2 separate regions of the Gossypium hirsutum genome follow, and region 2 is linked to region 1. Evidence: chromatin contacts called from public Hi-C data. All regions are on one chromosome and are shown on one strand. Each heading gives the region's core, a stretch centred on a gene start, on an enhancer-like site or on the middle of the called end of the contact. The rest is flanking DNA. Distances are from core to core; before and after follow the strand shown. Region 1 holds the start of LOC107948296. Region 2 holds the start of LOC107948424 (heterogeneous nuclear ribonucleoprotein Q).

Region 1 (5,180 bases), core at 979-3,478:
TCTATCCACTTTTTTACTCCCTTCTTTCATCCATTTACTTTCCCGTCCAACCCAACAGCTTAATTGTTAAGAGGGTATGAAAGGGTTGCAGCCGTGAAAATAGACTAAAATTAGAAGCATATTTTTGACAAACGAAAGGTGAAACAAATGAATACATATATGTGGAGAGTAAAACAGTCAACATTCTAATGTTTCAAAATGTGATGATAGGTGAAACAAATGAATACATATATGTAGAGAGTAAAACAGTCAACATTCTAAAATTCTCAACTCTTTACCTAATACCCATTCCCATCCGCTTTCAAATTTTCAACCATTTCCCAAAGGAAAAAGAAAGTTAGAATTTCAATTTCAAAGGCTCGTGATTGTGAATTTTTTACCACTCCCTCCTTTCCATGCTTGTGTCACTCACACTCATTTATTTATTCTTTTGTTAAACCATTGGTCTAATTTTTTCAGCAGTCCCTGTACTCTTTACATTTTTAAAAGTTAATCTCTATTAATTGATATTTAACAGAATTTAGTTAAAAATGTTATGACTTTTGAATAAAAAGTTGAATACAATACATTTAAATTTAGAAAAAATGTTATCAAATAAATAAAAAGACTACATATTTGAATTTAAATAGATAAACAAAACTGTGTTTGTATAAAATAAATGGCTGTATTTGGCATTCAGTCATAGCAATCAAAACATCAACCCAAAGCTTTTGTGTAATCTTTTTAGCTGTTATTTAACACTTTTTTTTTCATTAAACAAAAGTGTGCTCCATTACCTAAAAGAAAAAAAAAAGTGTCATGTTTTAATCAATGTTGCTTTTATGGACTTACTTAAAAAAATCATGCTCTCCTTTTACAAATCTAACTTTTACTAGTTATAAAGTACAATCAACTTACCTTTTAAAATTGATTTTTATATATTAACCATTTTTAATTAATTATTAATTGAAATATGAAATTTACATGATACTCGTGAAATTTTATTAAAATAACAACAAAAAAATTTACAACCGTATCTACAGACCCTTGTATCAAGTAAAACCAAATCAAAATTAAAAAAAAAAAAGGAATAGGAAAAATCAATGTGCATTTCATTTTTCTTACTTTGTCAAAACAGTCAATCATCGTGTAACGTCACCACGAAAGAGAATTTTGAAAAATAGGCGGGACCCGCAAGTTACCCAACTACGACCGCAGACCAAACAGCGCTTGAGCTGTGCCCCACAACTGTCATCACGCACCTCAGATTAACGGCTCCGATCTCCTACCGGATGCAAGCCGCTTCATTCCACCTAGACTGACCGGTTCACTCTCCATAATTTCAGGCTCTATCGATATTGCGTCACGATCATCTGGTGGCAAACGAGACCTAATGTCCCTATTCCCTGGCGGCGACGGGGCTACTGGAAGCGCGTCTGATTCACTTGCTTTCCCACTGGACCTGAAAATAGCACGAAAACTTGAAAATAAACCGCTTCTTTTGCCCGTCGTTTTCTCTTTAACTGTTTCAACTCCGGTCGATTTTTGGCTGTTCCTTTTTAGCCGGCCATTACGGTCACGCTTCGATCTCACTCTTCCCATACAAGAAACCTTAGGCGAAGATGGTTCAACAACTGGCCGATCCGATTTAACTGAGCCAGGCCGTTTAGGAAACAATCTAGTGTTCCCAGGTTTCCTGTTCTTCGTTTCGACAAAGCAAGACTTCTGCGGTTTCGGTAAGCCGATGATGGAAGCTTTAGGCTTTCTAAGAGAAAAGCGTTGAGAATTGGAGATCGAGTTAAGATTAGGGTTGAGGTTTGCAGAGTTGGGACCTGAATTTCCTTTATGCGAATCTTTCCGTTCGTAAAAAGCGTTACGATCGAACCAGTCGAACTCGGCGTCTTTGGATAACCAAAACGATTCTGGCGGGAAATCCGATGGGATTTCTTCTTCAATATGTTTCTCCGCCGGGTGGAGGTGGTCGTCGGAATCACTTTCGCTGGTTGCTAAAGTCTCGCAAATGATTTTGTTGTCGCAAGAGCCACCGGCACAGGCGGAAACAAGGGTTTCTAAATTGCCCTGTGGCATTGTACGAAGGAAAAAAAAACACGCGCACTTGAATGTAGAAAAGGGTAGAAGTTTGACAGAGAGGAAAGTCGAATTGAGAATATTTATATATATAAAAAAAAAAGTAAATTGCTTTTTTCTTTCGGAAAATTGAGAGAAAAATTGATGTTTTGGGAGGGAGAGTTTCAACGTTGTTGACTAGCGTTTGCTTTCTTTTTATGGTTTGAGATTATTTCTGATTCAGATAAAAGTGATATTTAGATAAATTCTTTGAAATTATAACGTTTTAAAAATATTTATTTGGAGGTATTTTTATTTTTATTAAAAATGCAATAAAAATTTAAATGGTGCCATAACATTTATATCATCAATAACATTTACATAAATAATGTATTTAATATTTTTTTTATATGATGCATTTATGTGTTTAAATTTCTATTTTAATTATTTTATATTTTATTATTAATTAATTTAAAATAATAAATTTCATTATTTATTGTATGTTAATATCCATATTCTAAATAAGTAATTTTGATTAAAATGTTATTAAAATTCAAAATATAAGCAGCTAAATATAATTAAAAAGTATCAAAACATATAATTTAAAAAATGGGATTCAGAATTGTTTTGAATTAATAGAATATGTAATTAGGAAATAGAAAAGAACCCACAGAAATTCTTTGCTTGCGAAATCCAGATACTAGTAGCAGTAGTAAACCACTTCATGCATGACGTAAAGGTAATGGTTGCTTGATGGATATAGGTAAACATGGACAAATTTTATTTTTCATATATGTAATAGAAAATATATCCACAATCGTCCAAAAAGTTAGATAGAAATTATTAGCATAGTGCGTGTTCTTTTTCTTCTAGATCCTTTTGTCTTCCTTTCTCGTTTTATGCTCAACCAAATCCACTAAAACAAATTCATATAATTTATTTAGTTTTACTGCATACCGTAAACGCGTGTGCAAATATATATTATTGATTTCATTTATATCAAATAAAGTTTACAGTGGTTAGTCACGATTCATGTAGAGAGCTGTAAGAAGCGTTATGAATACTCATGAGTAAAACAAGATGCTAGTGAATAGAGAGGAGATCCTGAAACCCTTCTCGAGGCATCATGTGTTTGTCTTTCACCGATTTCATATTCTCTATAGTTGATCAGTCGATCTATTGATATCACTTTTTCTTTTAAGTAAGGGTTGCTTTATAAGGATAATAGTAAATATGATGTTTGGATATGTTGCTTTTTTCAGAGGTGTCATCATAATTTGTGCTCACATTGTTGTGGGTTCGCGAGGTGGAAGCTCTCTAAGCCCTAGTTGGTAGGATTTGGTTCTTGTGAGTTTCTAGTTCGCAAGGTATTCTATAAGATCAGTTTGCGAGATGTAAATATAATTAATTAATTAATTTAGATGAATAATTCAAAGATTTGATGATATTATAATAAAATTTTATAAAAGAAATTGTTGGGAAGTCAAAATTTATAAAAATGTAAGCATATATATATAATTTATATTATAAAAAAGGCATAAAATGTAATATGAAAATTGAAGTTACAGCAGGTAATGATTAGTTGGGTAATATGATGTTGGGGTAGGAGGAAAGCCGGAGTTCATTAGGTATGAACCAGTTGGACAAAAGGAGAGACAACAGCTTGATTCTAACAAATCTCCTCATCCACCTTTTCATCACTATCACTATTTAGGTTAGATGGACCTGATAATATTAATTATGATATGACTAGGTTTTGTATTTAATTTCATTTGAGAATTTTAAAAATAATCATAAATATATTTAATTTATTTATACTAAATAACTATATTTTAATATTTTGCAAATAAATTTAGGTTACAATTAGATAAATTGAAATAATAAAAAAGAATATAAGAAAATAAAAATAGGTCACATCACAAAGAGAAAAAAAAAGAACATCAAACCCTTGAATATATATGATTAATAACAACACTTCAAATAATGCGATAAATATGCATAGCAAATACTGATCCGCAAGTCATTTTATGGGTAGGCTCTTTTTTAAGTAAAACATTTTAAAAATTAAAAGTAAAAACAGGCATGAACCATAAATCAAATTATTATTATTATTATTATTATTATTATTATTATTATTATTATTATAAGACAAGTGCTTTAAATATATAATTTAAAATTTTGATTTTTTCTCAAATAATTGGAACGGACTCTTAATCGAGTAATTTTTTTAAATGCACGATTAATAGTAATACATTAATTGAGTAAAATTTAAAATAAAAAATTTAAGTAAAAATATACTTTCTCTAAATTTAATTAGGATGAAATTTTTATTTTAATAATTTAAGTCAAAACATTATGGAGCATGAACATGAATAAAAATTACTTTTTTAAACAAACTGAAATGATTTGTGGTAAATATTACATGGATTCATACATCACTCAAACATAATATTAAAATAGAAAAAAATAGAGAAAAGTGTTTGTGTAATGCTGTCTTCCAGTAGCGATATTGGACGTTCAACTAGGAAAATATGTCGTAGACCAAAGTAACCACCTAATCTAAATGATCCCATGGTAGACGCAAAAGGAACGACGGTGAACTAGAGTGTGGTACAAACGAGTTGTGGAAAAATAAATTGATGGGTAATAGTGCTAATGGTGAGAAACCTCAGAAAGAGGAGGATTTTGAATTAATGGAAGGTGATGCTACAAATGAGGTCATTACTGGTATCCCCTCTATTACTTTCTTTGAACGAATACATTAGTATATTGCCCAAAGGATGTCTCGGAATGTAATTGCTAAACTCCTTGGTAGAAGGATCTCTTATCTCACCATGTCTAGCAAGTTACAGGCCATCTAGAAAACGGAACATCCATTACAAATTCTGGACTTAGAAAATGACTATTTTTCAGTTAAATTTCATGAGAATGAAGATTACCTTGCTGATTTATCGGGGGGACCCTGGACTATCTTCGTCCAATATCTTATGGTACAGCCATGGACTCTAGCATTTACGACAGATCAATCACTACCTAATAATCTGATGGTTTGGATTCACCTACCTGGGCTACCAGAAGAGATGTATTCTAAGAGCTTACTGAAATTTATCAGGAATGCGATAAGACCAATGGCG
Region 2 (5,180 bases), core at 2,002-4,501, 230 kb before region 1:
TTTTCCCTCACTCATGACTTTCAAAATAATGGTGATATAAATGCTTAGTAGATACATTCAAATAGTTGAAAAACTATTCAGGATTGAATACGTAGAATATAAGAAAGTATGTGATGTTTTCATGAAGGGAGAGTAAATACACGCTATACTCTTTTTTTCCCCTTAATCGAGGTTTTGTTCCATTGGGTTTTCCTGGAAAGATTTTTAATGAGGCAGCATATTATGCGTATTATAGATATGTGTATTCTTTTTCCTTCCCTAAGAATTTTTTTCCCACAAGTTTTTTTTTATCTTAGTAAGGTTCTTACAAATTCTAATAGTAATTAGAAGTAGAGTTTTATTTCATTTTTACTTTTTATGCTTATAAATATAGACTTTGAAAAAGGATTGTAGATGATTCCCATTGATTAATAAAATATGGTCTCTCTTTTACTCTCTTATTTTTTTTTTATTCTTTACTCTCTGTCTATTTATTTTATACAACTTTATTATTATTATTTTTTGCTTAATTAAAATATGTCATTCAAATAAGGGGAAAAATAATCATTTCCTTTAATTTACTTAACTTTCGTTTATTTTAGGAAATCCCGACATGCTGATACCTTTTATATTTATTTATAAACAAATAAAAGATAATAAATATAAGAGCAAAAATAAAAATATATCCAAAGTATTTTTATGAGGCAATAAAACTTTTTTTTTGCTTTTAATTTAAAGGAAAAAGTTGACACAAAAAATAAAGAACAATAGTAGGGAAGAAAGGAAAAATATTATTGAAATATAAACTATAGATTAATTTAATATTCTATAAATTATTACTTTAAATTGCACTATAAATTGTTATTTATTTATATAAAAGGAAAAACTAAAATTTCAAAAATATTTATTACAGATAAATAATATTATAATTAATTATAAATTTAAAAATATTTTAATTATAATATAAATATTATCTATTTGATTTGTAGTTATTTATGAAAAGAATAATAAAAAATATTATGAAAAACAAACAAATAATGCTGCAAAATGATACACAGATCACCGACGGACATGTATAATAATCCTTAAATATTGCTGACAAATACAACTGTTTGCTATTTATAAACTTAGAACTCCAATGTGGAATAAATCTCAAATATATATATATAAGATTTAAATTTTGATTTAATTTAATATATAAATTAGTATATAAATTTTTTTATTTTGTTTTAAATGTATATATAAAAATTAAATTTTAATTCAATTATATACATTTAAAAATAAAATTTCAATTATACACATTAAAAAAATAAATTTATTTTAGTAATGGATAAATGTAATTATATGAATATGCAATATATAAATAAAGAATGATGTTATATCACTAACTGTATTAATAATTTGTGATAATTAGATCAAATAAGAAATTAATGTATAAATTTACACAAAATCAAAATTCATGCAATAAATTGCATATTAGACTATGATTCATTTATAGTTTTGAAATTTATCTGTATTAAAATTAAAACATATGAGGGCTTCTTTTAGAAGTGTTGATAGATTAAGTGGAATAGATCGGATTTATGCGAAGTATCAATATCATATATAATTATTTAAATTTGGTCCGATTCAAAATTTGAACTTTAAATTTTGTTCAAGTACTTCAATAACTAACTTAAACTCATTTAGGCTTATCTATATTATTTTATTTTTAAAATATAATTATTTTTAATTTAATATTTATTAATTATATTTACCTTACTGTATTTTTCGTATTATTAAAATTTAAATATTAAAACATTTTTTAACATTAACATATTATATTGATTTTTCATAAAATATAAATTATATATATAAAATAAATGAAAAATAATAATATATATAAAAACACGAATATTAAAAAATTAAAGAATACTTCTTTTCATTCATTATATTATTAAATTTACATTAAAAAAAAAATTCTATTCTACATTTTCATATAATAGAGTTTTTTTATGATTTAAACAATACAATGAAGTTGGAGCTAGATTCAACGTACTAACAATAAGTAATTATTAATAATAGATAAAATCATTTGAATAATTCTTTTTTGTATTTATTCATTTAAGAAGAATAAGTAATATTTATAAATTAATAATATATATATATTAATTTTAGGGAAGAAGAGAAAATACATTAGTCCTCAGCTCTGAAAATAATTTCCTCCGATCCTAGATTTCCCCTCAATTGCACCATTTAAAAGAATTCACCAATCCATCAAGCATTCCTCCTCTGCTTGTGTTGCAGTTCAATCTTTAGTTTTTGCATTAGATTACACCATCCCCACCCCTCTCTTCTTGGGTTTTATCAGTGAATCTACAATATTATAAAATCATACATCTTACTTCAATCCTACCATTGCAAAACTAATATAAATATAGTAATTATATTATAAATGTACCAAAAAAATAGAAATTATATTTTGACGTTAAAATTAATACTTAATGCTTAATTTCATCATTTTAAATCATTATTATATATACAAAATAAATTAAACTATAATATCAATTCTACTACCTTTATTAAAACTTAAAATTTTCATATATTAATATTTTATTATCATATTAAAACTAATTTTGAAAAAAGAAAATATTTGATGTAAGTTTTTAGACTCCACGAGTAAAGTTAGAAAGTTGACAAAGTCTTATACAGTATAATAAAATATTAAAAAATATTAAAAAAAAGAGAAGATTGACAAATGTCTTATAGTGGTATAATAAAGTATTAAAAAAGAGACATACAATAATTTTTTAAAATTACTTGTAAAATAAAAAAAATATATTATGTACTAAATATTAACATTTATTTTCTTCGCTACAAATAATAATATTATTTAATACATTAATAATATAATTAATTTATTTAGAGAGATAAAAAATGAAGATAGAAAAATTGAAAGTACGGGATTTATAACATTGCAATTTTCTAAATAAAGATATAGTTTTTTAATATTGTATAATTAATTAAATTATGGTTTAGGTAATGGAAAGTTCTTTTAAATTATTATTTAACATTCTGTTTTAATTATTAGTTTTTTTAATAATAAATACTTACATTAATTATATGAAATGAAAATATATTATGAACTTAAAAATTATATATAAATTTGAACTTCAAAATATTAATTATTAAATTTATATTTTAAACCAAAATTTTTAGTTTTAATTTAATTTTTAAATTTAATATTTTTTTTCCAAAATCGTTTAAATTTCTCAATTATCTTAAGCTGGCCGTTAGTAGCCCCTCCTCAATCCCCATATATAAAACATAATAATAAACAAAACACCATTCATTCTATTGCTATCTGTAGGGTACAACACCGATTCTGAAGCCCCTGCGAAATTAAAAGCTCCTCTTTTAATCTCACAAATTAGGGTTTTCCGTAACAAAATCCCTTATTAGGGTTTTCCTCTCATTCTTCAATATTTCGAGCTCGGTAAGCACTCTTTTCTTCTTCTTTTCCCCCCGAAATTTTTGTATACATAATCACCAATATCTTCTTTGCTTTTAGTGCTGAATGTTTAATATATATATATTTCCTAATCAATCGACGTTTCAGGATATATTGAATTCGAAATGCTTGTATGCTTTTCTTTTTCCTGTTTATTAAATTGTTGAAGTTATTGCTAAACGCTAAGATATAAATATAGTGAAATTTGAAAAAAAAAAGAAAAAGAAAATTGTATTTTCTATCTTTGATGTTTGGAGTTTCATAAATTGTTAGCGAATTAGCGAGGTAAGTTCAAAAATAAAAGAAGTAAGGAAAACTGAGCCCTTTATATCTTTTTCATATATATAATATACACATAATATGGATCGAAAATTTGAAAGACGGGCTGCTAGCAAATTGTTAAATTAATTATTAAACCTTTTTCTCCATTTGCTTTGGCCATTGCTGCGTTATAATAAGAAATATTTCTTTGCAAATCTGTTTTTCTCTTTTGCTGGAATCTCTTATTGTATTCCTTCTATTTCTATATTTTATGCCTTTAGGTTCAATTTCTCATTACTTATTTTCTGCCTTTTTGTTTTTCTTCCCTTTTTCCCCTTTTGGTGAATGAATTTCCCAGATATATAAGTAATCGATGAAACTGGCCGTTTTCTTGGGCAATTGTCTGTATCTTTTATCTAGTTTCAAGAATACTTTGTTGACATCAGAATCCTCTTGATTATCACTCACAACTCTCTTTGCCTGTGTCTATTGCTTTTTTTTCTTTGTTTTTACTATTCTGGAACTCTCTTTTCTGAGAACCACTCTAGCTGCGACTCCTTTGAAGCCATATATCCTCATGGAAAAAATTCAGTCAAAAGTCTTATTTTGCAACTCCATTGGCCTCTCATTTTTTTCCTACTTTCCACATTTGTACTCTTTTCTTTTGTCAATGCTTCTGGCTTCTGTGCTTCCTTCACAGTTGTCTTGCAAGCTTGCTTTATTAGATACATAAAATGTCAAGGACAAGGGAAGAGAATGAAGAGCAGGTAGACCTTGAAGGGGACAATGAGCAAGAGGAGACTATAGGGGAAGAGGTTGAATATGAAGAAATAGAGGAAGAGGAGGAAGTGGAAGTTGAGGAAGAGGTTGAAGAAGAGGTGGAAGATGAGGATGAGAATGAGAATGCTGAGCTTGTTGATGTTCAAAAAGGCTCTGATGGTGATGAGGAGTTGAATGATTCTGAGACAGAGGAAGAAAAGAAAAAGAAACATGCAGAACTTCTTGCACTTCCTCCTCATGGATCAGAGGTCTACATTGGTGGCATTCCTCATGACACTTCTAAAGAGGACTTGAAGAGATTTTGTGAATCTATAGGAGAAGTCATAGAGGTACATTGCTAATATCAATGCGCTGCCTGTATGCTTATTTTGACTGACTAGATGCGTAAATATAATGACTGCAGGTTAGGATAATGAAGGGGAAGGATTTAGGTGAGGGCAATGGTTATGCTTTTGTGACGTTCAGATCCAAAGAGTTAGCATCCAAAGCTATTGAAAGACTGAATTATTCTGAATTCAAGGTGAGGAAGAATGCACAGCTTTTTGTGTTAACAGATTCTAGCAGGGCTTAACATAATAATATATGCTGTTATTTATTTGTGTTAGTATTCCTCTCCCTTTTTGCTTCCTATGAATATATACATTGATGAATTGTGGCATCATTTCTTTTT

The links. Hi-C and Micro-C count contacts between places; a contact is called where the count stands out from the background.
Region 2: a contact with region 1 is called in a Hi-C map of seedling, with 2.4 times the contacts expected there. The contact joins the promoter of LOC107948424 here to the promoter of LOC107948296 in region 1. A contact is called at or near these places in 2 of 34 Hi-C or Micro-C datasets (leaf and seedling).

What each region holds. Positions count from the first base shown.
Region 1 is chrA04:51,544,799-51,549,978 of Gossypium_hirsutum_v2.1, reverse strand. It overlaps LOC107948296, which reads right to left and starts at 2,228. Exons shown (of 1, transcript XM_016882795.2): 1 at 959-2,228. The coding sequence starts at 2,067. The coding sequence ends at 1,243.
Region 2 is chrA04:51,775,574-51,780,753 of Gossypium_hirsutum_v2.1, reverse strand. LOC107948424 (heterogeneous nuclear ribonucleoprotein Q) reads left to right here and starts at 3,251. Exons shown (of 9, transcript XM_016882964.2): 1 at 3,251-3,454; 2 at 4,089-4,839; 3 at 4,914-5,030. The coding sequence starts at 4,465.